2 separate regions of the Bombyx mori genome follow, and region 2 is linked to region 1. The links are chromatin contacts, called in public Hi-C maps. All regions are on one chromosome and are shown on one strand. Each heading gives the region's core, a stretch centred on a gene start, on an enhancer-like site or on the middle of the called end of the contact. The rest is flanking DNA. Distances are from core to core; before and after follow the strand shown.

The links. A called contact is a pair of places that touch in the nucleus more often than the background predicts.
Region 2: a Hi-C map of whole pupa shows a contact between it and region 1, with 1.6 times the contacts expected there. The contact joins the enhancer-like site here to the promoter of LOC101746025 in region 1. A contact is called at or near these places in 6 of 7 Hi-C or Micro-C datasets (midgut, posterior silk gland, an unstated tissue and 1 more).

The regions. Positions count from the first base shown.
Region 1 is chr20:7,713,599-7,719,482 of ASM3026992v2, reverse strand. It overlaps LOC101746025 (ceramide glucosyltransferase), which reads right to left and starts at 2,996. Exons shown (of 1, transcript XM_004933221.5): 1 at 671-2,996. The coding sequence starts at 2,633. The coding sequence ends at 1,440. LOC110386435 (repetitive organellar protein) reads left to right here and starts at 3,756. Exons shown (of 14, transcript XM_038018181.2): 1 at 3,756-4,027; 2 at 4,132-4,335; 3 at 5,158-5,351. The coding sequence starts at 3,878.
Region 2 is chr20:7,756,978-7,762,861 of ASM3026992v2, reverse strand. LOC119630072 (a long non-coding RNA gene) reads left to right here and starts at 237. Exons shown (of 2, transcript XR_005245882.2): 1 at 237-452; 2 at 1,730-5,435. Within about 2 kb of position 3,016, at least 2 of the 8 cell types and tissues checked have open chromatin away from gene starts, as enhancers often do.

The sequences.
Region 1 (5,884 bases), core at 1,747-4,246:
TTAAATAAAATAACGAGGTAAACGGTCTACGTAAAATCCCTCCCACCCACACGCAACCTAGACGAGTTAGGGATGTCGAGTTGTCGTAGTTCGAGTTTTTTAACGTTATCGATAGCGTAAAAGTTAACTCAAATTTATATGGAGTTGGAACGTTTGCCTAGGTTTGCCGCTAGGGGCGCTCTAAGCAGTGTCCTTACATTGCATTTGTACTGCAAATGAAATTATCCAAGATTACTCAGTGTAAAAAAAAACGTACTTAATTAATATTTGCCTTTTTTTTATTACTTAGATAGGTGGACGAGCTCACAGCCCACTTGGCGTTAAGTCGTTACTGGAGCCCATAGATATCTACGACGTAAATGCGCCACCCACCTTGAGATATCAGTTCTAAGGTCTCAGTATAGTTACAATGGCTGCACCACCCTTCAAACCGAAACGCATTAATGCTTCACGGCAGAAATAAAATTGCCTTTGAAGACGCTCTAATATATAGCCCATTTTCTGGTTAAGTCCCCAGTGCTCTAGGGCAACAGCAATTGCAGTGGCACAGCTGAGCTGCTGCCTACAGCTTAAAGCTTGATGGTGTAAACTGAAAAATATGATATGCTATTGCATTTTGAACAGATATTACAAATGGAAATTAAGAGGTTTATCAAATGAAAGCACAAACTTTAAAATCAGTCATTACATCAGACTGTATGCAGTTTATTATGTGAAGATTGTATTATAAACACAAGCTGTGAGTTACCTGTTTTTTTTTCTATGTTGACAAGTCCGTTTTGTACTCTTAAACAATATTTTAACACATGGTCAATAGGTAAGACACTCAATATAGCAAGTCAATCCTCAGACAAGTACCAATTTTTGTAGGTAAACTTTTCTTTGATATATGTAATAAATAAATATGCAGTAAATAAATAAATATTAATAAACTATACAGAAATAAATAATAAATATTTTTTATAAATAAAGAGATAGATATAATTGTTTAGATCTAGTAATACTCTATTCAAATTATGTAATCTTAAAGAAATATTTTTTCATGAAATTTTCACAATTTATAGATTTTCACAATGTTTTATCTCCAGGTAAATTGAATCATCACAGATACTCAAAAATTTTGTACAGTTAAAAGATAGAACATTCTCAATTTACAACAAATCAATCAACTAAAACATTGACACAACGCATCTACGTTACCCAAAAACAGAATGTACATCACTATAACAAATACTAAAATAAATTAAATTGACAACTTTAATGTAAATCACTTTCTAAAACAAAAGCAACTATCAACTTTTTGTTTCAAAGTAATGCAATATTGCAATAAAAAAAACTTAACACTAAACACATACAGAGTTGAGACAGATTAGAACTCAACAGATCCATCACTGGCTGACAAAAAATTAAAGCTTTCCAATGCAATGGAGGTGGGTCGCTTAAAATTTGAGTTTGGAGCTGAGTTCACGGGCACGGCCACCCCAGTCCAAGCGATAACTGCGAGTCCTCCATGAAATTTCAGGACTGAGCAACGCCACTGCAAGTACGAAAGGTGCACAACACTCGTTCCAAACCCAGCCCAGTAAGAATTGCACTTTCGTAAAGGGAGGTGAACCATTCTGCACCGACCGTAACATTAACCAGTCTGAGAGAAACCACACTAACACATGCACTAGGAAAAAGGCCAATGGCTCTGCTCCAAAGAGCTGTCCTGCAGCCCAGGCGGCTCCTGCGCCCAACGGCATACACTCGCTGAGTGGCTCCAGCAGAGTAGTGGCCGGCACCATGGCGACGCGCAACCGTGCCCACCGTGTGAGCCGGGCCTGCAGCGCGCCCACAGACCGAGTCCCAGAATTCTGCAGCGCCGGCAACGACGCCACCCGCATCTTCCATCCTCGCGATACTATTTCCTTTGCCATAAAGTAATCTTCAGCGAGATAGTCCGCGAACACGGCAAGTCCTCCTGCTTCCTCGATAGCGCAACGCCGGATCAAGGTCGACATGCCGACGTGACAATTGATGCCGAGAAAATCGGCTCCGAGGTACATTCGCGCCTGTGACGTTCCGAAGTATACTTTCTCGTAAACAGCAGCAAATCCTTCGGCATCATACGCGAAGGGCATCTGGTGAACGATCGCGACGTTCTCTTTCAAGTGTTGCACCATGTCCAGCAGGGTATCGTCTCGCATTCGGATCCCAGCGTCGCTTATTACGATAAGAGGGTATTTGGCGGCGATATATCCTTGTTGCATGTTGTTGATCTTCGGGTTCACTCCGACATTCAGTCCGCCGACGAACAAGCGAGCTTCCACTTGAGGATACTTCTGTAGGAGACTGTTCACTAACATTATAGCCGGATCGTTTTCGTTCTCAACACAAAACAAAAGTTCGTACGTCGGATAGTCGAGTAAAAAGAAAGTCTCTAGATTCGAGAAAAGGTTCGGATCTACACCGGTGAGCGGCTTCAAGATCGACACGCCCGGGTAAGGCTGTTCGGGCGGCGACCGGTCCACCGTCCTGTGAAGTTTCCATTTACAGTACGATAGCGCCATAATATGTATTAGCCACAAACAAATCCACGCGACAATAAAGAAAAGCGCGAATCCATACACCGTATACACTATAGGGATCATAATGATTTCGACGAATAGTTCTCGCTTTCGGGCCGCATTATATCGACTGATCTCTGAATGTTGAACTGTGCGCTATGACGCGATCATAATACTAAACTGAACATATGATAAAAACTAAACAACCTGAGGAATGTGCGCCTCGGAAAACGAAACAACATTTTATAACACTCGTTGACTATAGTTTTTGGTCATTTGTAATTGGCTTATCGATCTATTTTTTGTTAGCAGCACGACAACCACGACGCGGTGAGGCGCACGAACACCATTGGCAGTTGGAGGAGACTGAAGTGAAGTCGCTGAAGTTGAGAACTGACAAGAAGTCAAGACTGTCAAGTATCGTTCGAAATGTCAAACACACTTGCACTGCCACTTTATGTTTGGACCTTTAATCCTAAATTTTGTTATGTTTCTACATTTATATTTTTTTTACCTACCTAAGCTGATGGGCTAGGGGACCATATCAGGATCACCGGACTAGTTGGTGAGCTCACGGGGCTCAAACCTGACGATGTTGCTAACAAGAACTCTAGCAAGAGCCGTGCTTCGCAGAATCTACCACCTGAACGGAAACGCGACCCACTGAGAAGATTCGGCGAGAAACTCAGTGGGCTGTGTCTATGGGTTAATTCGCTCGTCGAGCCCTTCATCGCAAGCGACGGGTTCGGCGAGGACGGTGACCGGTGCTTGAGATACATAGAAGCACCGTTAACGGATCGGGAGGAGAATTTGTGTTGCTCTAAAGACAATATACTTTGTTTCTCTGTGGCAAGCATCTCTCACCACTATTGTAGGAACTTATGTGGCGGTGAGGACAGTGCAACAAAGAAGAAAAAATAATCTAGTTAAAGATTGTTTTAAGTTTTCAGGGTTACGTTTATTTAAGAGTAGTTTATTTATTGTTTTAAACAGCTCTAATTACCAATTTTTAAAAGTAGTTTTATTTGTGTTTTAAAATCCACCAAAACTACTAATTTTATTAATCGTGTAATGCAATGTTGCAACTGAAATTGATAGTTCTGTATAATTTATATATTTTCCTCTAATAAATAATATTATTCTGAAAATTGCTGGCTAAAAAGTTTTAGTCATAAGCAAATGAAAAAAAAAACGTAGCAGGAATACCAACATTTAAAAGACGTTGCAAGAAATGGCGTCTTTTCAAACTAGCTGAAAACTATTTCGCGCTAAAAGTATTCATTTAAAGTAATTGTTATGTGAATTTTAGGGCTATATAATATTTTAAAATGGACACAAATAAATTAATAAAAAATGTAAACAATCTGAGGGACTATATTTCAGTGACTGAAAATGCTAACAGTCTTAAAAACAGTAAAATTCAATTCAACATGTCGACCATACTAGCGTTAAAGAAAATTCGTTCTTTCGAAATTGAAGTGGGTACCTAATTAATTAAATATAACTTTTAAATAAATATTAATTAATAAATAAATATTAATTAATAAATAAATATTTGCTTCAATGTTTTCAAATTTTCCAGTATTTTAATAAACACGATGAAAATGGTTTTGCGATAGTACTGTTTCAAATGATGATTAATTTGCAACCATCGAAGACTTGGGGAGTTCTGGGTAAGGAATTGGTAAATCTTCTGCAGTACTGGTTGGATGCCGTGCGGAAGCACTTGATAAGTCACAATTCGCATTGGTGGACGTTTTTGAAAGTTCTCCTTAAATTGTTGAAGGTAAATTGTAATAGTTATGAACTTTAGAACTTTAAAATACACTAAGAGTATGAGTTCGTCCGAGGAGATTTTTTTCTCAAATAGTCTGTTTTTATTGCTAAGGTGATTGAACGAGCTTACGGTGCTACTACATGATAAGTGGTTACCCTACAGACATATCCTACAGCGTAAATGCCGCTACCCACCTTGAAGCTTGAGTTCTAAGGTCAGTTTTAACAGAACAACGGCTGCCCCAAACCGAAAGGCATTACTGCTTCACGGCAGCAATAGGCGGGGTGGTGGTACCTACCAGTGCGGACTCACAAGACACCCTTTTTTTATTTATTGCTTAGATGGGTGGACGAGCTCACAACCCACCTGGTGTTAAGTGGTTACTGAAGCCCATAGACATATACGACGTAAATGCGCCACCCACCTTGAGATAAGTTCTAAGGTCTCAAGTATAGTTACAATCCTGCCACCAGTACAAGAGGTCCTACCACTAATCCAGTCCTTTTATTTCTATTCATCTGTAATGTTACTTGTCTATCTGAGAAGATTACTATTTTCAAAATAAATGTTACTCTGCTGCTTCTACTGCATGTTGTTTTTCTTGGTGGGTACTTAACAGCTAGCTATAAAAACATCTTATTAACAGAAGTGACACAAGTATTAAAATCTTACTGGGTGGGTGATAGGTTGACTCCTGGATTTGGTTATTACGTTAGCAATCCAAACCCAATTAAATTAATCTAATATTGACGAAGCTTGGTTAGATAGTTTTCAAGCGAATTTCAGGATTATTAGTGTTATCCATATTTAGCATGTTTTTCTTTTTTCAAGGATATCAGAGTAAAAGACCCCTCATTACCAAATTGCCTAGTGGAAAACACAGCAGAGTGTCTCTTAGATCTGTCCACAAACAGTCGACCTGATGCATTCCAGAAATTAGAAATATTGCACTGCCTGAACATTATATGTGCTGAATCTAGTCGAGAAATAAGATTTGCCTTACGAAACAAGTTTGGGAATTATTTGTTAGTTTAACAATTTATTTAGTACAAGCATTTTTAGACATAAGCATCAGTGAATTAGGCTGACCTGCAATAAATTAAATGATTTGGGTAGTCCTAAAATTTCAGCCCTTTTAAGCTACCTCTTTAATTTCCCCTACTGACTGCTAAGCAATATATCCTTCCAAATTTCCCTCCCAATTCTCTAATTTTTTAATACGGGTGGAAGAGTTTTTGAGTCTGTGTGGCTTGATACTACTGTCATGCATTTTCCTGCGACAAACAGAATTCTTTTTATTTTGAGCAGTTGAACTATGTACTTAATTATTGGGAAAAAAATTAAGATGTCTTCTGTAAAGTCTTGTAGGCAGACGAGCATACGGCCCACCTGATGGTGAGTGGTTACCGTGGTCCATGGACTTCAGCAATGCCAGGAGCAGAGCCAAGCCGCTGCCTACCTAGATTTAACTGTATCATGCTGTGAGGTATAGATAGCTATATGTAAAGATATGATATGTACTGGTTTTTTTTTTAAATCCCTAATGTTGTAATGAACT
Region 2 (5,884 bases), core at 1,767-4,266, 43 kb before region 1:
TAACTATCTACAGTACTTTAGGTACATATATCTAAAAATAAGATTTTATTATTTATTTATTATTTAGTATTTAACGAGCAAACATAAAGATTATTACGTACAAAAACTATTCAAATTATCGCGGGGTAATGGGTGAAAAACACGAACATGTTAAAACTATGTACCTTTCGCTAATTTTAATTCTATCTATGGCTGTCCGCCATTGCAGCCCAAATGACGCCCATAGATAACGGCAATTCCGGGAGAAATGTCACTGTGTTCCTCGAGAATTCGTTACACTTCTCAAGCGTCAGTCGAAAAGAGACATGTCTATGTGGTTACGCCAGCAAATCTTATCTGAAGTGCCAAAAATAACAGCAAACATTCTTCATCTGTTTAATAATCCATGCGACCACAAATATACGAAGAAACGTAAATCTCAAATGCTTACTGAGAAGATAAAAGGAAAATAGGTATTAAATCAAAATGCGTACGGTTCATTTTCGTTATGCTAATTAATAAAATACGAAATGTTTTACGTTGAAAATACATAAAATCTCGCCTTGATCGCCTTGACCCTCGGAATGGCTACCGTATGCTGTGATGTGTCCGTGCTACACGAAAACTTGCGATGCTCTACTGGTGACAATAAACATTGTAGTTAAAAATGAGATAGGTATTACTTTGTAGAAGAAAAAAAAACCGCTCTGATACGAATTTAACCTCAGTTGACCTTTAAATTATAGTCTAAATACATTTATTTAATCAAATGTTTTACATAAATATTGTTACGCTCGGGTAAAATAAATGTTCCACCGAAGTACAACTTAATACTGTATTTGTCACTAAGAACACTTAAAACACTTCACGAGCACTTTAAAATTCTCAATTCGCTTCTTCCGCTTCGCTTCAGGTGATCAGTTAGCTGTTTCGCTTCGAGTAGTTCCGATTACTAGTTGACTGTGTGCCATCTCTGCAACGCTTTTATAGCCGATACCACACCCTTAGAACTATCGAGAATATTCCACACATTTAAAGTACTGTATTTCTGACATCTGCCAATAGATGGCGTTGTACTTCTCGAGCGTTTTAGAGGCTACTAGATCCTTCGATGTTTATTTCGACTATTCGGCGATAGATGGCGTTACTATTACCGGCGTAAGAATATGATCGCGTAGATATTTTGACATTATAAACAATTACAACTTGCCTATTAATGGCGAATAAATATTTAAATAACAAATTGAGGTTGAATCTGCCTATTTGAATTTGTACATAAATTGATCGAGAAAGAACAAAACTAATTACTAAAATTGTTAAACTCTAGTACTATTATGGAATGTTTGAGATTATCCCTTCATCTCTTTTTCATCGTTGAACCTTCTGCCCACGGAGCAGAGTTAATTTTTTTTTTATTGCTTAGATGGGTGGACGAGCTCACAGCCCACCTGGTGTTAAGTGGTTACTGGACCCCATAGACATCTAGAACGTATAATATCCTATTTAAAAATAAGTAAAATATCCTATTTTAAGTTTTTCATTTTGAATTTCTCTATAATGTGACGGTCATTGACCGTGAACTTCGAACATTCGAAGGGGAACGCCGGTTCAGTGTTACAAGATCTATAATGCGCTTGATTCACGTTCCATCTTGCTGTACGTCCCGCCAAGGCCGTGCACGATGCAAAAGTACCATGAATAGGCTTGACGTACGTCGATAATTATTATTAATTGTTTGCTGGATTTGCAGGACCAATTTTGCATCCAGCGAGTGCCCCCACCACCGCGTACGTCGTGCAGATAGACAGTGATTAAAGCGGACGTACGTCAGAGCGGTCCTGCGTCGTGCGTGCTTGATATTGAATAAATAGACTTGCTGTACAGCAGATTTAACACTTTCAAGATTTATTGAATGATATAAGTTCCACTTATTCTCTCCACGCTTGATGCGCGCACGATAGTCTGTATGCTGCATCCAGCACCGCGGCCTTGAGCTGACGTACAGCCGAGATGGATCGTGAATAAAGCGCTTTAGTGTCGTCACACGCTCGCTGTATTCATTCCACTCGTCGTAGCCTATTTTAGTTCAGTCGAACACGGCCACTCGGATCGATGACACGTACACAATCAACCGATTCAATAAAACCACTGTGATTTAAACGTTCCGCTTATTTCTGTCTCAATAACATCAAAATACACGTTCTAAAGGAAGACGAATTGCATGTTATAATGAAGCACAGAAATCTTTTAAGAGTGAAGATTAAGATATAGAAGAGAAGAAGTGATGTACACGCATCAAAAGACTAAGCCAGTTCTTAAGTTCGGGAGACAAACACTTTGTTCAAGGACTATGTACTTACACAATATGGTCACGAATGACTAACTACCACGATGAAGAAATAACAACGCGTAATGAAAATCAAACGTGAACTAATTAATTTATGCGTAATTATTAAGCAATTGATATAAAAGCCCAGACATAACTTGACGATGAATGAATATAACCGTGTAATAGAATTAAAACCACAGAAGTCGTAGACGAAGAAATCGTAATTATTTGTGGTTTGGCGTATTGTACCTAATCCCGTACGAGTAGTTACAAAAATGCTGCTAATTCGTGTGTAAATTTATTATTGTAACTAATAATGTACACTGAAGTAATGTTTCGGTGTGCGTAGCGTCATTCATGCTGTGATTTCTAAGGAATCATTAACCTTTGAACATTAAAATTAACAGGTAAAGCGAACAAAAAATCGAGATAGCAATTGGCGTTTTGAGGAAATCTTAGTGCATCCGCCTTTGCGTGCTGTGTCCTAGTTACGATTAAGGAAAAAGAAAAAAAATCTAATTTACGAGATAACCTTTTTAATTTGCTTTTAAAAGCCTCTCCGGTGTTAGTCCTGTTTCAAATTACAATTTTTGTTCAATTACAAGTTTTGTTTTTCAACGATCTAAGTATTATCTATATGACACACGATATTGATACAGTATGAATGGGTTGATAATAATAAATTAAAACTTTCCGTCATGTATTCGTTCACGTATCTATCATGTGTATTTAATTAAATTAAACTAACTAAATGAATATTTATGAAGTCTATACTAATATTATAAAGAGGAAAGATTTGTTTGTTTGTTTGTTTCGAATAGGCTCCGAAACTACTGGACCGATTTGAAAAATTATTTTTCCATTAGAAGCCGACATTGTCCCTGATGAACATAGGCTATTTTTTTTTAATTTTAATTTTTTTTTGTTTCATGTTTGTTTTAATGTTAAGGAAGCGAAGCGAGGGCGGGTCGCTAGTTAATAAATAAAAAGTTTCCGTGTAATAATGTTTACGAGCCAGTACAAGCGTACACACCTGGCATGTGGCAACAAGCTTAAACGTTAAGTACCTAATTATTGTGAATTTAATGAATCACCTGATAATAAATGATACGAAATTAAAAACGGAATATTAATGAACAGTTTTTTAACATTCTCGATTGGGTAAAAGTTAGCTCATATTTGTATGAAATGGGATCGTTTGCCTACGTTTGCCGTTAGGGGCGCTGTTCCAACTGCATCCAAATTGGGTTAACTTTCACGCTATTGAGAATGTTAAAAAGCTCGCACTAAGCACACAGCTAGTGCCTACTGAGGTAGTTTTCCAATTACAGAGCATAATGCGACTCAGTGACGCACAATGCCGAATTATGCTGAAGCTTAATTGGAACGTGAATTAGTTTTCAAATGCATCAGCAGAGTGCGCTAAGTTAGCACAGTTTTAATTAACATTGATTATTTCTGAGAAACTACGACGAAACGAAAGCCTTACAATTTTTTTCAACATTAAATAATATTACTAACGATAATATAAACAAAATTTCGATTAATGCCAACTTAAAGAAAAAACACTTGTCAATTTTCTGTCACTGAGTCGGTATCGATTGCGAGTATCACGCGAGAGCAGTACTTTTGAGAGTGCTCGATTGTGCTTCGAGTTGCTGTAGTTGGAACATTCAACGTTGAGCATTATGCCGCATAATGCGCTCTTGTGCTGTAATTGGAAAACAACCTGAGTTACGTTTGCCAACGTAAAGGCAGTTTAGGAAGCCGACACATCACTTCCTGTGATTGTTGGTTTAAAAAAAAAACACTTTTTTTAGTCTGTGCTAGCGTTTATTCAATTCAATGTTCACAATACAATGTACACTTATATACTACTTGTTTTTATGAGGAACATGACGTATCTTAAAAGTTTGTTCGAGTGACTAGCATTTTCGCGAGCTGAGGAGAAATAAAAGAAGTCACCAGAGTCACCACACTTTTTTCTTTTTCTTGCTTGATTTTTTTTACAGTGGACTTTTTGGAGGAAGCCGAGAAGTTACCTCCAGCGGCTTTGATTCATTTTCCCACATTTGTGCACTTTTACAGATATTAAACAGTTAATAAACCACTGTTATTACACATTTAAACCTGAAGAAACACTAAATAGACAAAATAAAACAAATCACACAAGTTCACTCCTTGCGTTCCCGTCAAAAAGTCTTTTCTTGCATGTTAACTGGATGTGTCCACAGATATCAGTAACGTAAATACCACCATCTAACTTGAGGCATGAATTCTATGTCTCAGTTTTCAGAGTACACCGGCTGCCCCGCCCTTCAAATCGAAACGCATTACTGCTTCACGGCAAAAATAGGCAAGGTGATGGTACCTTCTTGCGACTCACAAGACGGCCTCAGGACCCTCTATTGTAATGCTTCATTTGAAACATAAGTGAATGAAGTATCGCGACATATTAAGTGTAATACTTTAAAGCTGTCATTACTCGTATAGCTTTACCACACATTTTCAATTTCGATTAAGCTTTTTTTTTTGCCACATACCATCCGGCTATGGAATGAGCTCCCCTCCACGGTGTTTCCCGAGCGCTATAACATGTCCTTCTTCAAACGAGGCTTGTGGAAATTATTAAGCGGTAGGCAGCGGCTTGGCACTGCGCCTGGCATTGCTGAAGTCCATGGGCGACGGTAACCACTCACCATCAGGTGGGACCTTCAATAATCAAGAATGGTCCTTCCAGCAAGACTCGGCGCCAGGTCATAAAGCTCGGTCTGCGCAGTCTTGGTTGGAAACGAACGTTTCGGACTTCATCAGAGCTGAAGACTGGCCGTCGTCTAGTCCCGATATTAATCCGCTGGATTATGATTTATGGTCAGTTTTAGAGAGTACGGCTTGCTCTAAACGCCATGATAATTTGGAGTCCCTAAAACAATCCGTACGATTGGCAGTGAAAAATTTTCCCATGGAAAGAGTGCGTGCTTGTATTGATAACTGGCCTCAACGTTTAAAGGACTGTATTACAGCCAATGGAGACGACTTCGAATAAGCTTTTTATACTTTAAATTGTTTTATATTTATGTATTAAACTAACACACTGTAAAAGTAATAAATGTTATTGGCAATATAATTTTTTTTTCCTTTGTCTCAGTATTTATGGCAAGACTAGGTATGTTCCAGTAAAAGTAGATATTGTTACCGGAAAATGTGTATATTTGCCGCAATATCTACTTTTACCGTAACATATATAAGTATATTTCACTGGATTGGTACGATTGGTTTCCAAATGATTCTTGTCCACCTGATGGTTGTCTGGAAGAGATCGCTCTTAGCGATAAGACCGCCAATTGTGTCTTTTTGTATTTTAATGTATATTTTTTGGTGTAGCACAAAGATAAAAAAAAAAAAACAAACTGATTTCTTTCGGAAATCGCACTCGGGATTCCGTATTTTTTATTGACCAGTCGTATTATTTTAATTAGAATTGTAATACTAAGCCCCCGGAGGTGCGGGCGACTGAATAATTAATTCCCATTTGGAGAAGGTCGGTGTCGTCGTTCGATATGTAATTTCGGTGAC